Regions from separate parts of the Cricetulus griseus genome. Here regions 2 and 3 are each linked to region 1. Evidence: chromatin contacts called from public Hi-C data. All regions are on one chromosome and are shown on one strand. The core of a region is the stretch at or near the end of the contact, and the rest is flanking DNA. Distances in the headings are between cores, read along the strand shown. Region 1 holds the start of Bcl6 (B-cell lymphoma 6 protein). Region 2 overlaps Lpp (lipoma-preferred partner). Region 3 holds the start of Lpp (lipoma-preferred partner).

Evidence for each region. A called contact is a pair of places that touch in the nucleus more often than the background predicts.
Region 2: a Hi-C map of fibroblasts shows a contact between it and region 1, with 11 times the contacts expected there. The contact joins the enhancer-like site here to the promoter of Bcl6 in region 1. A contact is called at or near these places in 2 of 8 Hi-C or Micro-C datasets (the CHO-K1 cell line and fibroblasts).
Region 3: a Hi-C map of the CHO-K1 cell line shows a contact between it and region 1, with 12 times the contacts expected there. The contact joins the promoter of Lpp here to the promoter of Bcl6 in region 1. A contact is called at or near these places in 3 of 8 Hi-C or Micro-C datasets (the CHL-YN cell line, the CHO-K1 cell line and fibroblasts).

Annotation. Positions count from the first base shown.
Region 1 is chr4:64,972,662-64,975,514 of CriGri-PICRH-1.0, forward strand. It overlaps Bcl6 (B-cell lymphoma 6 protein), which reads left to right and starts at 1,372. Exons shown (of 10, transcript XM_027412960.2): 1 at 1,372-1,497. LOC107977773 (a long non-coding RNA gene) reads right to left here and starts at 1,152. Exons shown (of 4, transcript XR_004769969.1): 1 at 837-1,152.
Region 2 is chr4:64,469,471-64,472,323 of CriGri-PICRH-1.0, forward strand. All of the region lies in intron 4 of Lpp (lipoma-preferred partner), which reads right to left. Among named protein-coding and RNA genes, the nearest start is that of Lpp, 100 kb to the right of the region's middle. Within about 2 kb of position 1,506, at least 2 of the 6 cell types and tissues checked have open chromatin away from gene starts, as enhancers often do. A contact at or near this core is called in the CHO-K1 cell line and fibroblasts, where this site is marked.
Region 3 is chr4:64,573,820-64,576,672 of CriGri-PICRH-1.0, forward strand. Lpp (lipoma-preferred partner) reads right to left here and starts at 1,365. Exons shown (of 14, transcript XM_035444681.1): 1 at 1,245-1,365. LOC118238798 (a long non-coding RNA gene) reads left to right here and starts at 1,175. Exons shown (of 3, transcript XR_004769960.1): 1 at 1,175-2,084; 2 at 2,718-2,813.

The sequences.
Region 1 (2,853 bases), core at 122-2,621:
TCTCAATACGCGCAGTATCTGTGATCCTGGCAGCCAGGCCTTTAGAATTCCCTCAGGCTGATCCCTTCAACACATACTGAAGAGATTTTTTTTCCCCAACGACCTTGAAACGAACCGGGGGTGGGGGTTGGGGGTAGGAAAAATATGCTCAAGACCTTAAGAAAAAGCAAAACACAAACATGTATTTGGCTTCAGAGAATCTTGTAGCAGACAAGCAAACACGTACCCCCACACACATTTCTAAGATCAAGAAATTTCCTAAGAGTCAACAGTAACAGAAAAAGTAAACCCACCACTTGCTGTCCTGGAAAGAAACAAACCAAACCAAATCCTTCTACACATCTCTTTCAAGTGCAGGAAAACCTCCCTTCAGTAAAAGTCCAAGAGGAAAAGGAAACTACACAAGGGCGGTGTGTGTGTGTGTGTGTGTGTGTGTGTGTGTGTGTGTGTGTGTGTGTGTGTGTGTGTGTGTGTGTGTTGGGGGGGAGTGGAGGTTGAGGTTGTCATAGGTGGCCAAAAAATTTAAGCTTCTGTCAATGGTATTAGGGTTGAAATAATGCATATTTTAAATGCCTGAGCGATTCAAAAGGGAAAGAAAAGAACACAGAGACAATAAAACCAACGGGTGACCGTTCCTACGATTTACATAACACCACAAACTTGCAAAAGGCAAAAATCAGAAGCAAAAAAAAAAAAAAATCCTCTAAATCATCAAAGTACAACAACAACAAAAAAAAGCAATCCCAAGCCACCACCCCAAAAGGAAAATAAAAAAAGCCCTCACCTCCCCCCCACACACACTTTGTCCCAAATAAAAAGAAAACAAATGAACCCACCGAAAACTGCTTGGCAAATATTTTTCTCGTGGTGCCTAATATTCTAGCTGGAAGGAGCTGTGGCATTTATTGTTTTCTCTCTCACTCGCCTCTCTAAACCTGCCTCTTAACATACTTGTTCCAACGGCTCAAATCTCTCGCTCCCTTTTGTGTATTTAGCTCGAGGAGCCGAGTTTATGGGTAGAAGAGGAAGAATTAGCCCCAGACCCCGGGAAAGCGAAGCGCACTCCCCCTCTTATGTCACCGAATAGCAAATTAGTTCTCAGAATTCCAGAGGCCGAGCTTTGCTACAGCGAAGACGGCGACGTCACGGAGGAGGAGCCCACGTGACGGCGGCGGAGCGGGCCGTTCCATCGGCGGCTGGGGGCAGGGAGGGTCGCCTGCTAGTCGCGCTCGCCCGTTGTGGGACCCTCGGTATTCCGGGCGGCGGTGCTGCGGGAAGCTCTATCGGCACCGGATGGTGGCCAGCGGCGTGGCTCCGAGGCCGTGTGCCGGCCAGGAGGGCGCCGAGGGTCTAGCCGCCGCCACCGAGTCCTCCCCTGCTGCGGAGCAGTGGTAAAGCCCGCAGCTCAAATTCCGAGAATTGAGCTCTGTTGATTCTTAGAACTGGGGTTCTTAGAAGTGGTGATGCAAGAAGTTTCTAGGAAAGGCCGGACACCAGGTGATTATTGCTGTTGCTGCCGCCGCCGCTGCCGCTGCCGCCGCCGCCGCTGTTGCCGCTGGTGCCGCTGCCGCCGCCGCTGCTCATGATCATGATTTTACCTTTTAATTCTTTTTTTTTCCGCTTTTGCCAAATGCTTTGGCTCCAAGTTTCCTATGTGTATCTATTGATATAAATGTATCTATTTATTGATTCTAGCTGTCAGGTGTTAAAATAAATGCCGAAGATCAGCCCCACGTCTCTCCCACTGTAGGATCTAGCTTTACGCATACGTATTCTTCTTTTTTTGCTGTCTTGGAGCGCCTCGGCCGCCTCGGGGAGGCTGTGCCGCCCTGCCCGGTGTTGTTTCGGTGTTTGGAGACGCTGGGGCGCGGGGCGGCGGGCGCTGGGCTGCGCGGCCTGGGAGGGCGGACCGCGGCGGCCCCGCTGGCTTCGCGCGGCTTGGCTTGCTTTCTCTGCTCGCTTGCAAACTGCCTTCCCCGCCGCTGCCTCCCTCCCCGCTCAGTTCTCCCGGTGCCCGCGTTGGCGGCCGGCCACCGGCCCCGGCCCCGCACAGTCCCTTGCCTTGCAGCCGAGCCGGGAGTCGGCATGGGGGGGAATGCAAGCCAACTCCTCGGCTGGTTGTTTTATTTTCCCTTTTCTTTTTGGTCATAAAGCCAGATGAAGTAGCGTGTCTGCAGTTTCCTTTGAGAGCCGTGATCTTCCCAAGGAGAGACAAGAGTGTTTGGGGGAGGCTTCGCTTGCACGGGGGGGCAGGGATGTTGAATACTTTGAAAATTATTCTTTCTTGGTTGTGAGTCGAGGCAGTCGGGAACCCGGGTGCGCTCGGTCTGCCCAGCCCGAGGAAGGAGGCTTGAAGGCGGGACAGGGATTTTGGGGGGTGGGCGGGAGAGGGGTGCGCGGTTTTTTTGCACCTGCGGCGCTTTCAGCGTGCGGGACCCGGGGGATCTTAGCCAGCCAGCCCAGAGCTCCGGGGAGGTGGCGGGATTTCTGGCGGCCGCGGTGTTTGTATTTTGGGTGCTGCGTGACTGTGTTGGCTCTCAGCGGTAGTTCCCCTCCCTTTCCTAAATTTAATTTCATTTTTCCCCCTTGGTGCAAGCTGTGTAAAAAGGCAGCTATGGGCCTGGGTTATAGCGGATTCCAAGCTTCAGATTCCCAAGGTCCTTCTTTTGGGCGAAGGAATTAAAACAGAGCCCCAGTCCGCGTTCCCGATGTGAAAGACCAGAGAGGGAAGAAGGGCACTGTGTGACTCTGGCTGGGGGACCCCGGACGGGAGGAGCGGGTGCGAAAGGGGGATCTTTGTGAGTGATTTTGCAAAAACAGATTGCGAGGTTGGTTGGATTTGCAACCTGTGGC
Region 2 (2,853 bases), core at 256-2,755, 500 kb before region 1:
AATCATGAGCAGAGAACAGAACAAGAAACACAATGCAGTCCAACACTCACTGAATGAGGCCACCTGGCACTGGCCTAAATAACTGGAGTTACAGGGACTCTGGATCTCAGACTGTATACTGTAGAGCAATTGAGAGGGCTGACATGGTCTCCCCTCTGTGGCTATAAGAAAAGTGTAAATAGGTTTCGAATACCATGTGAAGAAATGTAGAGCACATTCCTACATAACTCAAAACCTGAGCCACTATGTGGATATAATTCGACTGCCAAAAAAAAAAAAAAAAAAAAAAAAAAAAAGGTATCAAATGGGGAAACACAGGCTTAATTCTCCAGTCTTTGGTTTCCAGATTGGGGTAGGAAGTCTCAAAACAGAGAAGAGGGACCTTCAGGAAAATGAGACTTGATTGACTAGAGAGAAGCAAGGAGACAGACACAGAGACAGAAAGAACAAAGGAACCTAAGAAACACTTTAAGAAGAGAACAGAGTTTAAGAGAAAGGCCTGGTTTTCCTAACATGCTGTGTCTTTGTGAGTTCCTGTTAGGGAAAATTAGGAATTGAATTCATAGCTCTACATATTAAAGGATAGAGCTACTCTCTCCACTGTAGGTACCTCACTGAACAGTCAAGCTGTAACCAGCACCAGACATGAACACTGGAAAAGAACCTGAAGGACAAGAGCAAACCCAGGTATGCTGGCACATGCCCACAATGTGACCCTGCACAGTCAGGAGGCTGGAGCAGGAGGGTGACAAACGTGAAGCCACATGAGATTACATAAGGAGCCCTTGTCTTTAACAACAACACAGAAGCAGAGGCAGGGGAAGCCATGGGGGGGGGGGGTAGTTCCTATCTGTCTCTAATCCCAGCACTTGGCAGTCAGGAGCAAGTGGACTGCTACAAATTCAAGGCCAGCCTGGTCTACATGTGTTCCAGGCCAGGCAGAGCCACCGACTTACATTACATAAATTTTTAGGTCCTTTCCAGTCCTTGAATTTGTGGTTCACTTATGAAGAGCAGCAGCACCTCATCTAAAGCCTGGTGCAAAATAAAACTTGGAGAATGATTAGTTCTTTGTTGCCTTAAATAAGTAAAAGTAGGCATGCATGAGTGAACAGTCAGCAAGCAGACCTCCTGAGTGCTATTGTCCAGCAGGGTGCCCAGGATAATTCAGCTGTGAAAGGAAATTGACTGACACATAGCCCTGCAAACCACAGAACTGGTTCATAGCTCACAAGACTCAAGACTAAATACCATCTCCTACCTGCCTCTACTGTGTATACAGCTGAGTGTGTGCCCTCATCCTGCTTCACTAGGAGAGCTGAGCCTTAAACATAAGTAAGGGTAGGTGCCTACAACACAATAATCTGTCCTGCCAACAACTCTATCTGAGGTCATTAGTAAAATGAAGGTAATGTTCCTAAGCCTGCCACCTTATGGACAAGTTACAGGGATCCGATGAATTAATGAGGATGGAAGGGGTTAGTCCACTGTAAAGCGCTTGCAAGGCCTACGTCACATATCTTATTCCCTAAAGGATTAGTCACGGTCAATAAATTATTACTGTTTATATGACTGGTCTTTCCTGTGGTTTTCTCATAATAGCTTCAAGCATTTGTAACCATTAAAATTTATGCTTTTTGCTGAAGCAGAAGATACACAGGTCTCGGTGTCCCTATGTGTCCCTCTGAACTCTCTGAAGAGTCTGCTTCAGAATCCCAGAAATGGTGATTGCTCCTTACCCTTCAGTTCCAGTCCTGGCCCAGAGGCTGCCATGCCACAGTGTTTGTTTCCTCATTTTGTTTACACTCCTACCTCTATAGTACAAAGGGCTTATAGTTTGCTCAATTTAAAGATGGTACCACCCACTCAAGCAAATGGTTACCTGCCACTAGCACCATCAGTTGGAACTAGGCAAAGAAAGGAAGTCAAATGCTACACTGAAGAATCTGCCCTTGGTTTTTACACTGATGCCATCCATGTATACACACAACACAAACGCATGGCTTTGTTTGGGGTCTTTTTGGTGCTAAAGAGAGTAACAGCAATCTGGTGTAAGTTGATCCACTTGGTATTGCAGAGGAGAGCAAGAAGGGACAATATGAGACATAAAGGAACAAATTAGGCACACACTGAGTTATGGCTTTAAGGCTAGAAGAAACTTTCTAGGACTGATCACAGCTTTCCTTGCCAGAGAGAGAAACGAAGATCCCAAAGAATGAAGCATCATGATTCAGAGTGAGTGCTGACAGAGCTTCAGCTGATCAAACATCTCTTATCTCCCCATCTCTCCGGACAAATTCCTCTGCTTACACAGCCTCATCTTTGTCTTCCCCTTCATCCCAGGACCAGGTGGCTGCTCTAGGGAGAGTGAACTGTAACATAGAAATGTAGTTTCTGCAGAGTCCTCAACAAAGAGAAGATGTATTCCTAAGCCACTATGATTTTCTCAGAGCAGTAACTTTCCACAGTTCCTGGGATATACAAGCTTGGGCTAGCAGCTGCCAATGTGATAGTAATAACCACAGGCTGGACAACTGTCAAGGAGCAAAGAAAGTCCCTTTAGCTCATGTGGGAAACATGCTTTGGAAATGGAGAGAGGTCAACTTTGACTATAACCAAAAGAGCAGTAAGTCACAAATGCTTATGATGAGACTATAGCCTTGATAACAACAGACTGCCATATCCACAAGGATGAAGAACATTTGAAATCTTCCATTGTCTCACAGGCAGATAGCCAGTTGACCCTAGGGCCAGGGTTCTACAATTCCATTTCTTCTACATCTTTAGCTGTGATAGCCAGGGACTTCATCCACTTACTGGCTCCAGTTCCATCTTGTGCAGTGTGAGGAAGCG
Region 3 (2,853 bases), core at 115-2,614, 400 kb before region 1:
AAAAATGAGAAAAGCGGTCAGAGCAAGGTTAACTTATCCTGCAGCACAGCTATACACTTTCCCTCTCTTCCTCTAAAGGTTCTCTGAAAACTTGCCTGTTAGGGGAATGGTGAACCATGAAGTCACTAACATCTTGGAGAGAAAGTTTTATTGCAGAGGCAAGCTTGCAAAGGGGGTAGGAAGTATAGAAACCAAACGATGAAGAGTCTGTTAAGAAAGTCACAGAAAGGATCCATGGTGAGGTCTTGCTAGGCCTTCCTTGTGGGGGAGGGGAAGCAGTGAACCCCTTCTAAAACAGAAAAGAGGCTAGAGGCATTTTACACTGCCCTGTCCAAGTACCCAAGACACAACTCCACTGCTATGGTCTCCTGTCATACTCCCACCCCAAGCCACCAACGCAGTGTCCACTCCTCACTCTTATTTAGCTTTCTCTGGTCTGCAGTTGCCTCCCTGACAAGGAAGGCCTTGCCTTTCTTACTTAAGAAAAGTCCCCATCCTTCAAAACAGTCAATCACAAGCAAACACACACACACACACACACACACACACACACACACACACACACACACACACACCCCACCCCACCCCCTCCAGAACCATTTCTGGACCCCTCATGGAGACCGAAATATGAAGCTCCTTCCTGAGAACCCCCCTAAAAAACCTGATCTTCGCATTCTCCCCAGCATTTGGCCCTTCCTACTTTGGGTCAGGTCTGGCTCCTCGTTCCCGGTGAGCTCTCCCTGGGGGCAAAGTCTGGCCTCGAGTAACCTACAGTGCTTAAAAACAGTGGGGACTCCAAAACGGCTCACAGAAAAAGGCAATAGGGGTCCTGAACCACTTATCTTAACCAGGGCTCCTCCTTCCAGGAATGACTTCCAGGAAAGCCCGCCTCTGGGTGCCTCGCCAGCCCCGACTGTAAAATGGGAAGACTCTCGAGTCACCGGGTCCCTAGGCCCTTTCCGCTGTGACAACTGGGATTCCGCGAAAGCTCAAAGCAGACGGGTGCGGCCCCGCCCCCTGGGCACCCAGAAAAGCCCGGGCCGGGGGGCTCTCGCGGAGGACGCCCGCAACCCCGCCCCTCCCCCACGCCGTACACCCCGCTTCCCGGCCCCGGAGCCCGCACTTCCGCGGCGAGCAGGGCGGTCCCGCGCTCCCGCCACCGCAGCGGCCCGCCCCGGGGGAAATCGGGGGTTTGAGCGGCGCCCGCGGGCCGAGGCTGCGGGAGGAAGCATTCGCTACTATACCTGGGGGAGGAGGCGGACGGGGCAGCGGCGGCCGCGACGGCTGGAGGCGGAGGCTCGGGCGGAGGAGGAGGTGCCGGGCACTCCCCCCTCCCATTGTCCCGGCCCGCGGCCTGCCGCGGCCCGCTCCGCCCGGCCCGCGCCCTCCCCGTGCCCGGTCCCCGCTGCTGGCCCTTACCTTGCAGCGGCCGGCTCTTTCCCGCCGCTAATGCTACTTATCCCGGGAAAGCTCGGAGCAGGGCCCGGGAGCGAACCCACAGACAAAAAGTGAAACTTCGGCAGGCCGGGAGCGGCTGCTGGTTGGTGCTCTCCCCCTCCTTCCTCCCCACCCCCCTCCCCGCGGTCTCCCGTGCGGTGCCCTGAGCGCTGGAGGCTGACGTCAGGGGCCTGAATTCCTGACTTTGCCTGCACGCATTTGTCCATGTAAGGTATGGGGAGGCGTGTGCCCGCGGGGCCGCTGCAGTAGCCGGGCGGGGAGGGGGCGCGGCGGGCAGCGCCCGCTCGAGGTGGGCGACCCTGGGCAGTGCACTTCCTGGAGGAGGGGACGCGGGGGTGCAGGGAGCTTGGGAAGAGGAAGGGAAAGAGGGATCTGCCTCCACTGGAGGAAGAGGAAGGAGATGCAGGAGGAAGTCGAGAAACCGGCACACTCGGGTCCGCTCTGCAGGCGACAAGTTGGAAGGCTGAGCTTGAGCGAGAAGACCCTGCCATGGAACACCACCCCCACTCCCACTCCCCACCCTCATCGCCCCCCCCACCCCAAGAGCCTCGTCCGGGCCCCGCCCAGAACTCCAGCAGAACTCAGAACTACGGGATGGAAGAGAGCAACTTCGGTTCACTTCACACGTGAGAGCGCCGAAGCTCTCAGGAGCTGGGACCTGACCCAGCTGTACACTGTGCAGATCTAGAAGCAGATCCGATACTCTACTCCCAGCTGGGTTCCTGCCTCCAGGCAGGACCCAAGCTCGGTGCTGTGAGCTCAGACCAAGTTAGACCTGGGCAGATGACTCGACCACCCACTGAAGTGACTAGCCCCAGTTCCTGGAAGGTTGTGGTTGACAAACCTTGAGTAACAATGGCAATCAGGGCCACTTCCTGTCCTTTGTTCAAAGAAATGAACCTTTGGAGTTTAAAATTTGCTTCCCAACCCTGCCCTGGCGGAAAACCAGAAAACTTGCTCAGTTCTTGCAGCTTAAAAAAAGAAAATACACGAACTGGGTGAACTGGTTTGAATAAAGACAGGCCTGTTCTTGGAAGATTGGGGTTGGATTTTTTTTTTTTTTTTTTGGCCTTTGATACTTGTAAAAGTGAGCAAAGATGGGAACCGCATTTACTACGTTAAGAGATGGACTAGGAGGTACTTGTAGGCCCTCTGGCCCGCAGTATTGAAAGCTTTTAATCCCAGCACAAGGGAGGTAGGTCTGTGTGGACCCTGTCACAAACAAAACAACCTCTGATTTTCTCCTTTTGTGTTTCTAGCCTGTCCCTACACAAAAGAAATGCCTCACCTCAGCCCACACTAACAACAACCTCAGCACACCCTAATGGCTTCCCTACCTGTTGCTGCCATCTCAGGTGGGTTGGGTAGGATAAATATGGTAAAGTGACCCGCATG